Regions from separate parts of the Zea mays genome. Here region 1 is linked to region 2. Evidence: chromatin contacts called from public Hi-C data. All regions are on one chromosome and are shown on one strand. Each heading gives the region's core, a stretch centred on a gene start, on an enhancer-like site or on the middle of the called end of the contact. The rest is flanking DNA. Distances are from core to core; before and after follow the strand shown.

Evidence for each region. Hi-C and Micro-C count contacts between places; a contact is called where the count stands out from the background.
Region 1: a Hi-C map of leaf shows a contact between it and region 2, with 2.6 times the contacts expected there. The contact joins the promoter of LOC103648272 here to the promoter of LOC100282974 in region 2. A contact is called at or near these places in 14 of 25 Hi-C or Micro-C datasets (bundle sheath, ear, endosperm and 5 more) and 1 of 3 datasets of contacts at active chromatin or transcription factors (leaf).

What each region holds. Positions count from the first base shown.
Region 1 is chr2:240,935,730-240,942,238 of Zm-B73-REFERENCE-NAM-5.0, forward strand. It overlaps LOC103648272 (Fanconi anemia group D2 protein homolog), which reads right to left and starts at 1,573. Exons shown (of 31, transcript XM_020548742.3): 1 at 721-1,573; 2 at 360-614; 3 at 11-223. The coding sequence starts at 1,476. LOC100194278 reads right to left here. Exons shown (of 5, transcript NM_001401399.1): 2 at 5,847-6,083; 3 at 5,459-5,745; 4 at 4,749-4,841; 5 at 4,049-4,643. The coding sequence ends at 4,455.
Region 2 is chr2:240,662,324-240,668,732 of Zm-B73-REFERENCE-NAM-5.0, forward strand. It overlaps LOC100282974, which reads right to left and starts at 3,216. Exons shown (of 12, transcript NM_001155878.2): 1 at 3,113-3,216; 2 at 2,958-2,978; 3 at 2,704-2,804; 4 at 2,545-2,602; 5 at 2,383-2,426; 6 at 2,218-2,298; 7 at 1,498-1,568; 8 at 1,311-1,421; 9 at 1,050-1,132; 10 at 578-794; 11 at 71-154. The coding sequence starts at 3,140.

The DNA of each region.
Region 1 (6,509 bases), core at 323-2,822, 270 kb after region 2:
AAGAACTAACCTTTACCAGTTCAGTGTTCCCATGAATACATTGATCAAACAGTGTCTCTCTTATGCACTCATGTAAGATCTTGGACTTCAGTATTTTCTTTGCAGCCTTCTCTAGAGCACCACCATTGGCATAGATAAGCATGATGAGCCAAACATCAATCACTTTGTGATCCCTCGGGTGGTCAACTGACTTCAGCTCCTTCAGGAAAGCCTCACAAAGCATCTGTGGTTCACAGCAAAACACAGCCAAGATGAACCTTGAACATAGTGGCAAAAATGATTTCGAAAAGTTTAAGGGGAGAGCTTCCCCAATCTGCAGTACTGTGCTGCAAAATAAGCTGAAGATTAAAACAGTTTACATTCTTAAACCGTAGGCCTGATCTCAGTGTATCAAGTATTGCCCCATCAGTGCTATTAGCTGATGCCTTCCCTTTGAGCTTCTTACTCCGTGCAGCCCGTGGATCGACAACACCAACAAACTTGAGCTGCTCACGTATCTGCGATATAATCCTCCCAGCATTGACTGGTGTAGCCGACAACAGCAAGAACCTGAGCAGATGAGGCGTCTGGTCTGGAGCAATTGTCCGGATGCATGATATCGCAACAGTCACTGCCTGCAGGAGGGTGACGTCATCAGATTCAGATGGTAGCATCATACTGACATACAAAACAAAGTTCACTGACAGACACAAAACAGAGAACAAAATGTGTCTACATCACCTGCTCCTGCAGCTCCTCGTTGAGGTTAAGATCCGACAGCACATCGAGCACGGCGACAACGATTTCGGAGTCCTCCTGCAGGAGCTTCTCGAGCGCGGCGACCACGGCGGCGTGGCTCTTGTCGCCAACGATCTCCGGGAGCGAGCCGATGATCTCCTTCTTCAGGCGGTGCGGGGCCACGGAGAGCACCTCCACGAGCTTGTCGACGAAGGCGTCGGCGTCGGCGAGGAAATCGAGCCAGCGGAACTGCGACACGATGAGCCTCCCCACGTCGTCCTGCAGCGGCGATCCGTCGAGCGCGCCGTCGCCGCCGAAGTGCTCGGGCAGCTTCTCGAGGAGCAGCGCGAGCAGGCCCGGCTGGAGCGCGGGGACGGAGAGGAGCGCGCGGGCAAGGCTCGGCTCGTGCGGCGCCGTCGGGAGGAGCAGCTGGCGGAGCCGCGCGGGGGAGGAGGCCGCGAAGGCGGCGAGGCCCTCGAGGAGGCGCCGGGCGGGGGCCGAGGGCGAGGAGGCGTCCCCGCCGGCGGAGAGCTTGCGGGAGAGGCGGGCAGCGAAGGAGTGCGGCGAGGGGAGGGACGGCGGCTGGTGCGGCGGGACGAGGAGCGTGCAGCCCGCGTCCGCGAGCAGCGCCGCCGCCGCGTCGACGGCGGATGAAGCGTCCGGGCCGGGCCTGGGGGGCTCGGGCTCGGGCTCGAGCTCGGGCGGCGGTGCCGGGCGCTTGCGGGGGTTGACGGGGCGGCTGCGCTGCAGGAACACCATCGGCGCCGCCGATCAATCGCCGGAGCGGAGAGAGACGAGATGGCTTCCTTCGTCGAGAAGACACACTGGGAAGGTTTTGGGGGGGAATTGGGGGATGGGTTTGGGGAAAATGAAATGAAATTTTTGGCGCCACGGGAGGAAGCTGCGAGGAACAATAATGTCAGGCGGGCCTCCTTTGGGCCGTGTATTTGCTGCCCACCACCCAGCCATCAGAGCTGCAAGCAATGCAGATGCTGGATCATTTTAACTTCAGTAGATGGCTAACTTGAGTCTGACCAGGGCTAGGGTAGTTTTCATATGGCTGTGTCCAGCAAGGGACGGTACACCGTCCGGTACCTTTAATTTAGCGGATCTCGGTTTACTTTTTCTCCCCAGCAACGTCCCCTACAACCTCCTGTAAAATACAGGAGCCTCGCCACGACCTCTAAATTTGGAGGCTCCTCTATAGCTCTTTGCAGGCTCCGGACAAATAAGGGGCCCACGTGTATAGCTCTTTGCAGGCTCCAGACAAATAAGGCTGTCTCCAGCAAGGAGCGGTAAATGGCTCTGTACGCTAAATATAGCGGATCGAGACATTCGCTACGACTCCAGCAACGCACGCTAAAACCTTCGCTAAAATATAGCGTGTCTTCGTCGTCCTCCAAATGTGGCGGTCACGCTACCGCCCGCTATCACTCTCGCGCCGTCTCCTCCCTTTCGCTCCCGCGCTTGCTCGGAAGTCGAAACCCTCTCGCGTCCGTCGTGCAGCACATCGTCTTCAGGGTTCTTCTCCGACGACGACGAGTCTACCCGCTTTGGCGAAACTTCTCCTTGGCCGTGCACGCTCCCTCGAGTCCCCATCCAATCCATGCACAGCAAGCCCCCAATCTCCGCTAGCAACGCTTGGTTCCTTGCCTCGCTCCTCAATCTCCGCGGCAGCAGCGACGAAGCAGATGACGAGGAAGAACTTTGCGGCAGTCGTGCTCAAGCTGGGGGCCCACCTAGAGGCGTGTGACTACGTGGTCATGACGACGCAGAAGACCGGCACCCCAACGGGATGGCGCCGTGTGTTTTCGATCTGCAACAAAAATCGTCGATCCCACTCAGAGCAGCGTCTAAAAGCTTCTGGATTTGTCCCTGGAACCGATGGGATAGGAGGGAGGGTTTTGGGGCAAAGCGCTTGTTCTTTTTGCCTACTTCAATTTTTTTGTTCTATTTTGATGATGCAGCCATGTAAGATTTGGTCAGCGAACTCAAGGAAGACAATGCATAGCTCAACGGTTGTTGTGCTCCTGCACAGGTTAGGGTTATCGTTGCTTGTATCCAATCTCTTTTGTTTTGGTTTTGGCTAACTTGATGATTTCGTAATGGAAAATCAGGATGACCTCGAGAAGGTCAGTCAGGAGAATTCCTTGCAGATATTCATAGTAAGATTATCTATCCAATCTGAAAGTTCTTTTCTAGCTACAATCATTTAGTTGTTTGGTTCTATAAAATAGAGATTATTCTGTGTAAAAACTAAAATGTTGTTTCGATTATATGCAAACAAATAAAAAAACTAAATCAATGAAAAAAGGAAGTCTGTTATCACTGTAGCTTTAGAGGACCGGATTTAGGGGACGTTGCTGGAGACTGAGAAGATATATAGGACATAATCTTTTAGAGTGTGCTGTAAAGGACAGGGAATATTCTTTTAAGGGATAGAATTTAGGGGACGCTGCTGGAAACAGCCTAAGGGGCCCACGTGTATAGCTCTTTGTAGGCTCCGGACAAATAAAGGGCCCACGTGGAGGTGACGTTGATATAGCGATTTTAATTGATTATTTAATATAGAGGATGAGATATAGAGGACGCTGCTGGAGAGAGTAAAAATATAGAGTACGAAATCTTTTAGAGTAGTCTGTAAAGGACAGAGAATATTCTTTTAGAAGATGAAATTTAGAGGACGTTGCTGGAGATAGCCTAAGTCATAGTCCTCCTGGCCCGGATTTACTACTAGTTGGAGTCCAAGTACAAGGTCACCTTCTTCACTGCACTGCTGTGAAGGAAGTCAGCGGCCTTCCTTTCCCAATGGCAGCGTAATAGCGAGTGTTGCTGCCTTGCTGGAGAGAGTCTCAACGTGTCCAGTTGAAGCAACCTCCTCAACGCTGGAAAGTTGCCCAGGATGACAGTCTTCATCTGAACGAAGAGAGGAAACGGGAGCTGGCCTGTTCTCTTGCAGCACAAGAGAACAGGGCTGGCCTGCAGGAGGCGGCGAAACAGGCGAGTGGGAGCGAGATGAGGCGCTCCCTCTTGTCTCTTGGAGCTTCCGCGTGAACGTACAGACAAAGCTACTGGAGGAAGAGCAGGGAAAGAGAGGTGTCTGTCTATGGAATGGATGATCCCAAAGCCTAATAGCCCTCCACTATCAAATGTCGAACAGGTTCCCTTCATGGAGACGCAATTCCAGTCTCCATGCCATGCCAGCAGCTAGATTACCAGCAGAAAAGCATATTGACAGAAGGTGACATCTCAACAGAATCGACACTTGCATGGGGTGGGGACTCTCAACAAGTCCAAGTCCAAATTCAAAACCAAGTTAGACGAGGCTGTAAAGGGTGCACAAACATTTGATGTATTCTTTTCGAAGGCGGACACTATTTACCCAGATAGAGATATACAAACAATCGATACCCACACTGATATCACAACAGCAGCAAGCAGCTACATATATATCAGTGCACTGTGAAACCGTTCTTCACCAAACCTTACAGTTGCGATGAAAAAAAAAACCTACCAGTGTCATGGGCCATGGCCCTCGCAGGTACATCAAGGCAAAGCTGGGAAAAGCAAGAGAGGCCCAGCAGTTTCTTCTTCACAGCTTCCCCTAAGTTGCCACCAAAGGCGGTATCTGGCCGCAATCTTCTTTTTGATGAATCAAAAGGCAAGCAAACTCCCATAGGTCATAGCCCTTGCACTTCTTCTATATGATTCAACTCGTTGCACCCATAGGCATGATCTCAGTTTCCCCAGACGTTGTCCCAGTTGTTCGTTTTCGGTGCCTCGGTAGACTGCCGGCTAGGTCCCTCGAACGCCAGCGCTTCTGGCCCCTGAATGCTGCCCCCCTTCTTTGGCTTTCTTCTCACTCCTAGCAAACGCAGCACAAACCGTGCAAGCTCACCGTAGAGCATACCGGACCGGTCGAAGAGCTAGCCGGCACCGTGATGACAACGATTTTAGTACAGGGATGAGTGACTCGTTTGATTCGAATACTGGCAGCAAAAAAAAATAAATGCATGTAAGAGAAAAAGTACCTGCAGCATTGCTGTCATGAAGAAATAGGATGCCTGAGTGTTCTGTTCAACAAGGAATGAGATTCGTCCGAAGAAATTGACAACACCATGCATCTGCCAGCCATTCAAAGCAGTTTAAGCTCTCGTTGACAGGAATTTCATGGGGAAAACACAGGAAACAGGAAAATTGCCAACTTTTCAAAGGGAAAGTGTTAAGATTAAGCATGACTTAATGCAAAAAAAGTGGCGGTTCTTGCTTTGTAAGAATGATTATATAGCTTAATTACTGTTGCATATTGCAAAGATGAAAACAAATGATGACTAATAAAACTACTAAGTAGGGCCAGTTTGATATGAGCATATTAAAGCACAAAGATCCGAGCAATGAACTAATCGGTGCATACAAATGATAAGTACTGGTGGAAATAACTTAAGAGACCCATGTAACTAAACCTAGAAGTAAATCTCCTCCATGAATTTATAACAGTCAGGGTTTCATGGTAAATAGAAGAGGTCATTTTGGATTCACAAACCATAAATTTTAAAATGGCTTACTTGGGTCCTTCTGGAAATAAAAAGTGAGGTGATTCGACATTTTGTAAATGTAATGGCACTGCAAGTGGTTGTGACCAATACCTCAGGTCCATGGGCATTTTCAAGTAAGTACCATACATTAAAATGCAATGAACCAATATAACAATTCAGAATAATGTGTGGTAAAAGTATCTTACCACTCGGAGGAAGGACACCCAGAAACCTGGCGGGGATGCAGGAGGGCCCATCGAATTTGGATCCTGATTACCGTATGGACCCATGCCCATACCACCCATTCCGCCCATGCCGTAACCACCATAACCTCCCATCCCACCATACATGCCTCCTCCATACATGCCACCGCCGTACATGCCACCACCATAACCTCCTCCGTAACTCGAGTACATGCTATTTCCGAGTCCACCGGTACCATAAGTGTTGCCAAATCCACCATATGAACTATACATGTTGGATCCACCATACCCTACACCCAAAAGGCAAATTGCAAATGTCAGTGTGAGACTGAAATTGTGTTCCTAAGACAACCACAATCACGAAACAAGTGACTTTGAAAACGTTGAATACCTCCATAGGTGTTTCCATAACCTGTCTGCTGCCAAGGCCGCTGTGGCATAGGCCTTGAAACAGTGCTATTTACATTAGGAGCGGCATTCCCCTCCATCGCAGTAACATTTTCGCTGGGTTTAGCGGTACCAGAAGCTTCAACAACATCACTGGTGCTTCCACCAGATGGGGGCTTGAAAGGTGCTGGACCTGAAGTTCCTTCAGTTCCAGATCGCTCCCAAGGCTTTGGTGGTGGACCTGCAAAGTGCACTAACAAGTTAATAACATCAGAATCCATTACCTTTAACAGAAATCAAGGGTTATGTCAAGAACAATTCCAATAACTAACTAAGAGCACGGCTGCTGCACTGCCTACCCCCGACAAAACTGTGGATAACAAGCTCGCAGCCATTGACTTAGCAGCAAAGCAAAGCAAGCACACACACGGTGGCTAAAATGTTCTTGACTGCCATGCAAGACAGAGGAGCAAAAGACTCCTAAAAGAATGGTGAATATATTGAAGCCAAGACCTTCATTTGGTTGGAAGAGAGCACCAATTTTAAGGTTGTGTAACAACAACGAGGGGCTGAATTCGCTACTGAACATCAGTGTCAGATCTAGGATTTAAAACCTGTGTTGCCAAACTTGTTGATTTTTAAGTCCAATAACACAATCAGCATGTAT
Region 2 (6,409 bases), core at 1,966-4,465:
TATGACATGGGTTATTTCTAGTTACTAATAACCAGTGGAAAATTCTCAGATTGGTACGAAGTTATCTTACCTGCATGTGTTGTGGTACAGAGTTCTACTCAGGCCTTCTATGTCAGAAATTCCTTTGCTTCCAGCCACTACCTCAAGAACTTGCCTGAAACCGATAGCTCCGAGTCAAATTTTCTGGGGGCAAGATTCATGTGAGAATAAAAATTCGAGTAACAGATAAGTCTGACGAGTTCAGCTCCCAGTAATAACAGTGGAACAATCATGACTTAGGGAATAAGGCTAATGAAGCTCAAAAGTCAATAATCAATGCTCAACAACATTGATCAGGGTAGAAATACAAATTTCCATGTAAAAGACAAGTTTCTTGTTTAGTCTCTCTACGAAGGGCATGAGTTAAGGTTGGATTACTTGGATGCTTCTACAGAGAAAGCATGTAAAAGAATGGAGTACTTAAATGAGAAGCAAATATTCTCTACAATGGAAAACAGTTGTCATATTTAAAAACTCAGCAACCAGTCTATACTGAGCAAGAGAACCCAAGAATTAATGGCAAACTGTTGCAACTTACCTAACTAAACAAGGCTCATTGCGACCTTTTACTGTTGAATCTGGCTCATACTTTTCTTTCTTCTTAGATGGCCAGACAGATTTTACATACTGGCTTCCAGCATGAGTATTTCTTATGTCACAATATGGAGAATCTGTTTCTATCATCAACCTCTCGACAGGAATGCCTCGTAGAACCTCAAGATTTTCGTTAGTTTTCAGAGAGCAACCATTAACACCTGCAACCACGATTCACAATCATCTGACTCGACTGGGAGATAAAGAATAACAGAGTATCAAATTCTACAGTTGTTTCAGTTATCAATATCCAAATGGAAATTTTCAACACAGAACTGAATCACAAAAGGAATTACAACAGAATTCGGAATAGCTTGTTACAACTACCTAAAGGGTGGTCAATTGACTATCTTTACTCTGAAGTTTATCATGTTGCAAGAGATGCAGATTTTTATTGCTAGGTAAAGAGATTTTACCTATAAACATCTTCTCAAAAGAAAGTAGCATGTCCCGATCTTCTGCTGAGTCAGTGAAGGAATGTGTAACCCCACCAGGGAATCTGCCAAAGAGAAAAACAGACAGAGAGATCAAGAAATAGTTATAAAACATAACAAGTGAATTGAAACATAGGTAACTCCTACAACCAGTGTACTTTCAACTGTTTCATTAAAAACAAGAGTGTATCCAGCAGGGCATCATTGAGGAACACCACCTACCGAATACAGATTATATGCTACCTGTGCAAATTCCGTGTCATGATTTCACAGAAGTCTTCACCAGCAGCACGCATGTGAAGAAACATGGGCAGTTTTACTGCTTCAGCCAACTCAAATTGTTTCTCGAAGTACCTAATACAAAATAAATCACTCAGAAATGAATAGATTAAATGCCAATTTCTGTGCATAGGAGAACAAGATTGTATACTTCTTTTGCATATCTGCCGGACAGAACTGAAGTCTGTCATAATCCAAACCACATTCACCAACAGCAACGACCTGCAAAACTTGGAACTCATGTAAGATTGCTAGTGTTTTTTCCCTGGAGGATGGTAGAGAGTGGGGACTGAAATAAGCACTGTGTGGCTCACTACAAAAACATCATATCTTCATATTTCAAAACTTAAAGAACGGTTCAGATATATGTGCATGTCCTTTTGCTGAAACAGTGGATTGACAAGTAAATAATTGGACACAACGTCGCAAGCACAGATCGGGTAATGTTTAGTTTGCACCTGACCCTCTTGATCTATATTTCGTTCTTGTTTCTGTTTCTGAAATAGGCATAACTGTTCATCATTTGCATTAAGTAAACATTGTTTACTACCACTACAACTGATTTAGCTCCTTTTTTTTACATATTTATGATATACACTTTCTTGTGGCTCTAGACGGGTTTCATCTCTAACCTAATCCAACCTGCTTGGGACAGAAAAGGCATACTGTTGTTTCTGGGTCATGTGAACTTTGAGTTATATCATTGATTTATATAACATTGTTTAAGTAAGAACCTGCGAGAACTTTCAGTAGCTCCAATCCTAACACATGGCTGAATTACTGTCCCTAGCAATTTATCAATAGGTTACAAGAAGAAAATAATAGTTACAACATTTTTTGCCTGCTTGGAAACAAAATAATCATACACAACCTTGCCTTTATCTAAACCCTCCTTCGCTAGAGCCAGCAGTGCCTGAAAATGACCCTCGGGATCTCCACTCTCCTCGAATTCCTGACCATCCAAAATGCACCAGATCAGGAGTCAACAGAACCACTAAACAACGATGGCAAATACAAATCCAAAAATTCCAGCTACCCCGCATCTTGTTGGGTGCACTCCCACAGTGCAGAACAGTCTCCCTGCATTGCATACACACAAGACAACTTCTCAGGTGCATTTCACCGAACACCTTACAAGCACCACCGAGCACATCAGTAGTCAAGGAAGCACAGCAAGCAGACATGCAGGCAAGCTTACCGTCGGTCTCGGCGATCTGCAATGCCTCTCTGGACTCTTTCAGGGAGCCTCCGGTGACCTGCCGCCCCAGCAAAACAAGGGTGGGAAGAATTTACCAGGAAACCGAGGCGCGTTAGGAGGCAGCGAGAAAAGAGACGACACCGGCGGGGGCACACTTACAATGATGCGATCGACGCCTGCAGCCCACGCGCGCGCGAGTACGGCCGGGATGTCGGCGGCGTGGCACTGCTTGCCGTGGTAGATGCCCTTGAACATGCCATCTTCAAGGCAGTAGCAGCAAACAGCCCGTACGGCGGCGCACGCCACGCGGGAAGAGGGAGAGAGAGAGAGAGAGAGAGGCACAAGAAGCAGGCAACCAGTTACGAGGTACGTAAGCACTAAGAAAAGAGCGAAACGGAGGGTATTTGAGTTACCTGTGAAGTTGACTGCGATGTCTGGTGGGGTGCTCGCCACGGCCGCAGAAGGGGAGGGAGGGGGGTGGAGGGCAAGGTGAAGGCAGAGGGTCAGTCCGGGGTAGAGAGGGGACGATACAGGACGGTGAGGTGGGAGAGGGAGCGGAGGAACTTGCCGATGAGCTTGACGGCGGTGGACGCCATTGCCGGCGGAGCACAAGGAGGGCGGACCAATCCGAGTCTGAAAAAAAAGGGCAAAACCTAATGGGCCTAACTGCATTTCTACAATAGAAATCCTCTGGCCCGTCTTGGGTTGGGAGTTAACGGGCCTAAAATAGTGCATACCCCATCGGTCCCAAAAAGGGGGAAAAAAGAAGTCCGTTTATAACTAATTCGGAGAAGTTATCACGATGCGCAACAACGTCCTCGGCTGCCGTCGCCCTCCGTGGTTCCGTCAGGTCAGGTCTGGGACAGAGCTGGCCGGACACCTGACAGGGAGTCGGGGATGCTGTGACGACGAGCCTTTCCGCGCACGTGGTTGGACCCAGCGGAAGGTCACGTCACTCATCACTATTTGATGTTTGAAGTTCCACGGTTAAATCTAAACTTCTTCCCTCGTAAAAAAATATGTGTTTATTTGTATGTTTAACACTATAAAAATAGAGTTTGTATATTTTATCTATTTATGTTTTTCTTATGAACAGAAGAGATTAAAATGAGCTGTAAAATGAATAGAATTAATTTAGTCTATCTATATGTGTATCTATATGTAGTGTAAGCAATAAAAAATGCAAAAAATAGATGTAGTGTTGTTTTCCAAATTAATTTAGTGAAAATGGTGCCGTTGTACAGATTGCTTGAAAATGGATGATTTTCTAAACATCTTCTCAAACTAGTGTTGTTTTTGTGAGTTCTTCCGTCAGGGGATACGGTTAGGGGTGGAAACAAGCCGAGCCGAACTTGGCTCGTCTCGTTCATCTGACTAGGGCTGGACAAAAAACTCGTGACTCGGTAACTCGCTCGACTCGACTCATTAGTGACTCGACTCGACTCGGTTCGTTTAAAATGAGTCATGAGCTGAGCTAACAATTTAACTCGATTCTTAACGAGCCAAACTCGAGCTGACTCATGAGTTACTCGCGAGCCAAACGAGTTTTACATCACTTCTAATCTGCAATGGCCCAGCCCAGTCCCACCCATAGTCAGCCAAGCAGCCCAGCCACACGGTGACACAGCCCACACAAGACACGCAATGACGCTTGACGCAGCAGCCGAACAGACAGAGACTAGAGACGGCGCTTGGCTTCTGCCTTCTCCTTCCCTCATGCTCTCGGTCTCTCCCTCTCTCTCCCCAAAACCTAAACCCTAGAGCCGCCAGCCGCCACTGTCCGTGGAGCAGAGTAGGCTGCAGCACCGCCGCGCCGGTGTGCGGCGTGCCGGCGTGTGCCCTCCGTCGTCTGCCCGTCTGTTCTTCGTTGTCTGCTCAAGACACGATGAGCAGTCTGTTCTTCGTCGTCTGCTCATCTTCCCCGACGGCGCCCTCGCCCTGTTCGGTTGTCCGGCCTCCGGCGCCCACTTGCCCATCGCCGGTCGACGGCTCGCCTCCATGGAAGCCCAAGAACCGGTGGAGCTTATGGCAACTTTGATAACGAGCTAGCTCACAAGTTAATCGAGTCAGACCGAGTTACCAAACGAGCCGAGCCGAGCAGCTTCTCCAGCTCGTTATCATAACGAGTCGAGTCGAGCTAACTCGTTATCATAACGAGTCAACTCGAGTCGAACCGAGCCGAGTCGAGCCAGCTCGATATCCAGCCCTACATCTGACGAGCTTGGAAAAGCGGCTCGGCTCGCTCCTGGCTCGCCGGCTAACGAGCCTAGTCATGCATAAACGTGAATTTGCTCTCTAAATTATAATATAAAAGCTTAAAATTATTTTAAATAATATATTTTAAATTAGTATAATAGATATATTAATAATATAATAAAGGAAATAGATTAATTTTGTATAGTAATATCAAATAACATAAATTAATTGTCTATTCAGTACTAATATTATATGTTAATTAGGATTTTATGTAACAAATTATTGTTGGGTGAAGCCACGAGCCAGCTCACGAGCCGAGTCGAGCCGAGCCAATCGTTGAGCTAGTTCGAACCGAACTGAGTTATGGAGTCTGATCATTTAACTCGAGCTTTTTTTTTCAGTCATATATATATGTTGTGACGACGAGTCGACGAGCCTTCCCGCGCCCGTGGTTTCTTGAGTCATGTGGATCCCGAGCATCGATCTTAATTTGCGTTCATCGCTGGCTATTCTTGCAATAATTAAGGACATGCCAGTTTCCTGAAATCGACGCCGGGCTGTGTGGGTAGATGGGCTGTGTGCATCTCTCAGCATCTGCACAATAATAACTGTGATGAAAATGCTATAGGCTTCACAATAATAAAATGTTAATGTTATAAGCTTCACAATAATAAAATATTAATGTTACAAGTTTCTATGCCGAGTGTCGGTCTGCAGACACTCAACAAAGGGTGAGCCTTTGTCTAGTGTCACTCTGTGGAGCACTCGGCACAGACTCCATCACCGTTAACTGGTGCCAGTGGCTCCCATGGTTAATACATAGAACTAGCCAGTTGACCGTGCTTTGCTACGATTTTTATATATCATATAAATAGGTATCAAGATATTTATTTAAATATAATTATTTTTTTATTTCTATCTAAATACTAAGATACGTGTGGCTCCAAATTTCTAGAGCTGGGGGTGTAGATCTGAGTGCTCGCTCTGCATTTTTTTGCGCGGTGTGGTAGCTGTGTGGGTGAGGTCGGGTGCTGAGCAGGTGCAGTAGCTGCGTGGGCGCTGGGGTCCACAGGGTAGTACATAGCTAAGAGAGGGGCAAGAAAACCAGTCAGATAGCGTGGGGCGAGACTAGAGTGTCAGCGTGTACGCATGGCAGTAGCCGAGAGAGGGACAAAAGAACCAGTTTGAACGCGTGGGGCGGGCTCAGAGTGTCAGTGTGGAGGATGAAGTTGTGGCAGCACCAGGTGCCCACATTAGATTCTTAATAGAGTAGTATAGATAAATATGTATTGAAATATTTATTAAATATAATTATTGTTTATTTATAAACACTAATGTATGTGTGGCCTTATAGTTACCTCCAAATGTATGGAGCAAGGGGTTGTGGTTTCGAGTACTCGCTTTATACTAGTTTTAACGCGGTGTGCTAGCGCGGAGAGTGAAGCTTTGATAGCACTAAATACTCATATTAGGTTTTTAATATAATAGTTAATTAGAAAAAAGTATAGATATAGATATATGATGCCGTTTGGTTTACAAAATGTAACGTAAATGGTAATGATTCACACTCGAATACCGATGGTAACAAATTTGAATAAGGAGGTGTCTATTTATAGTGTGATATCGATTACAGTTGAACTTAAACAAATATGATCTAACGTTATTGATT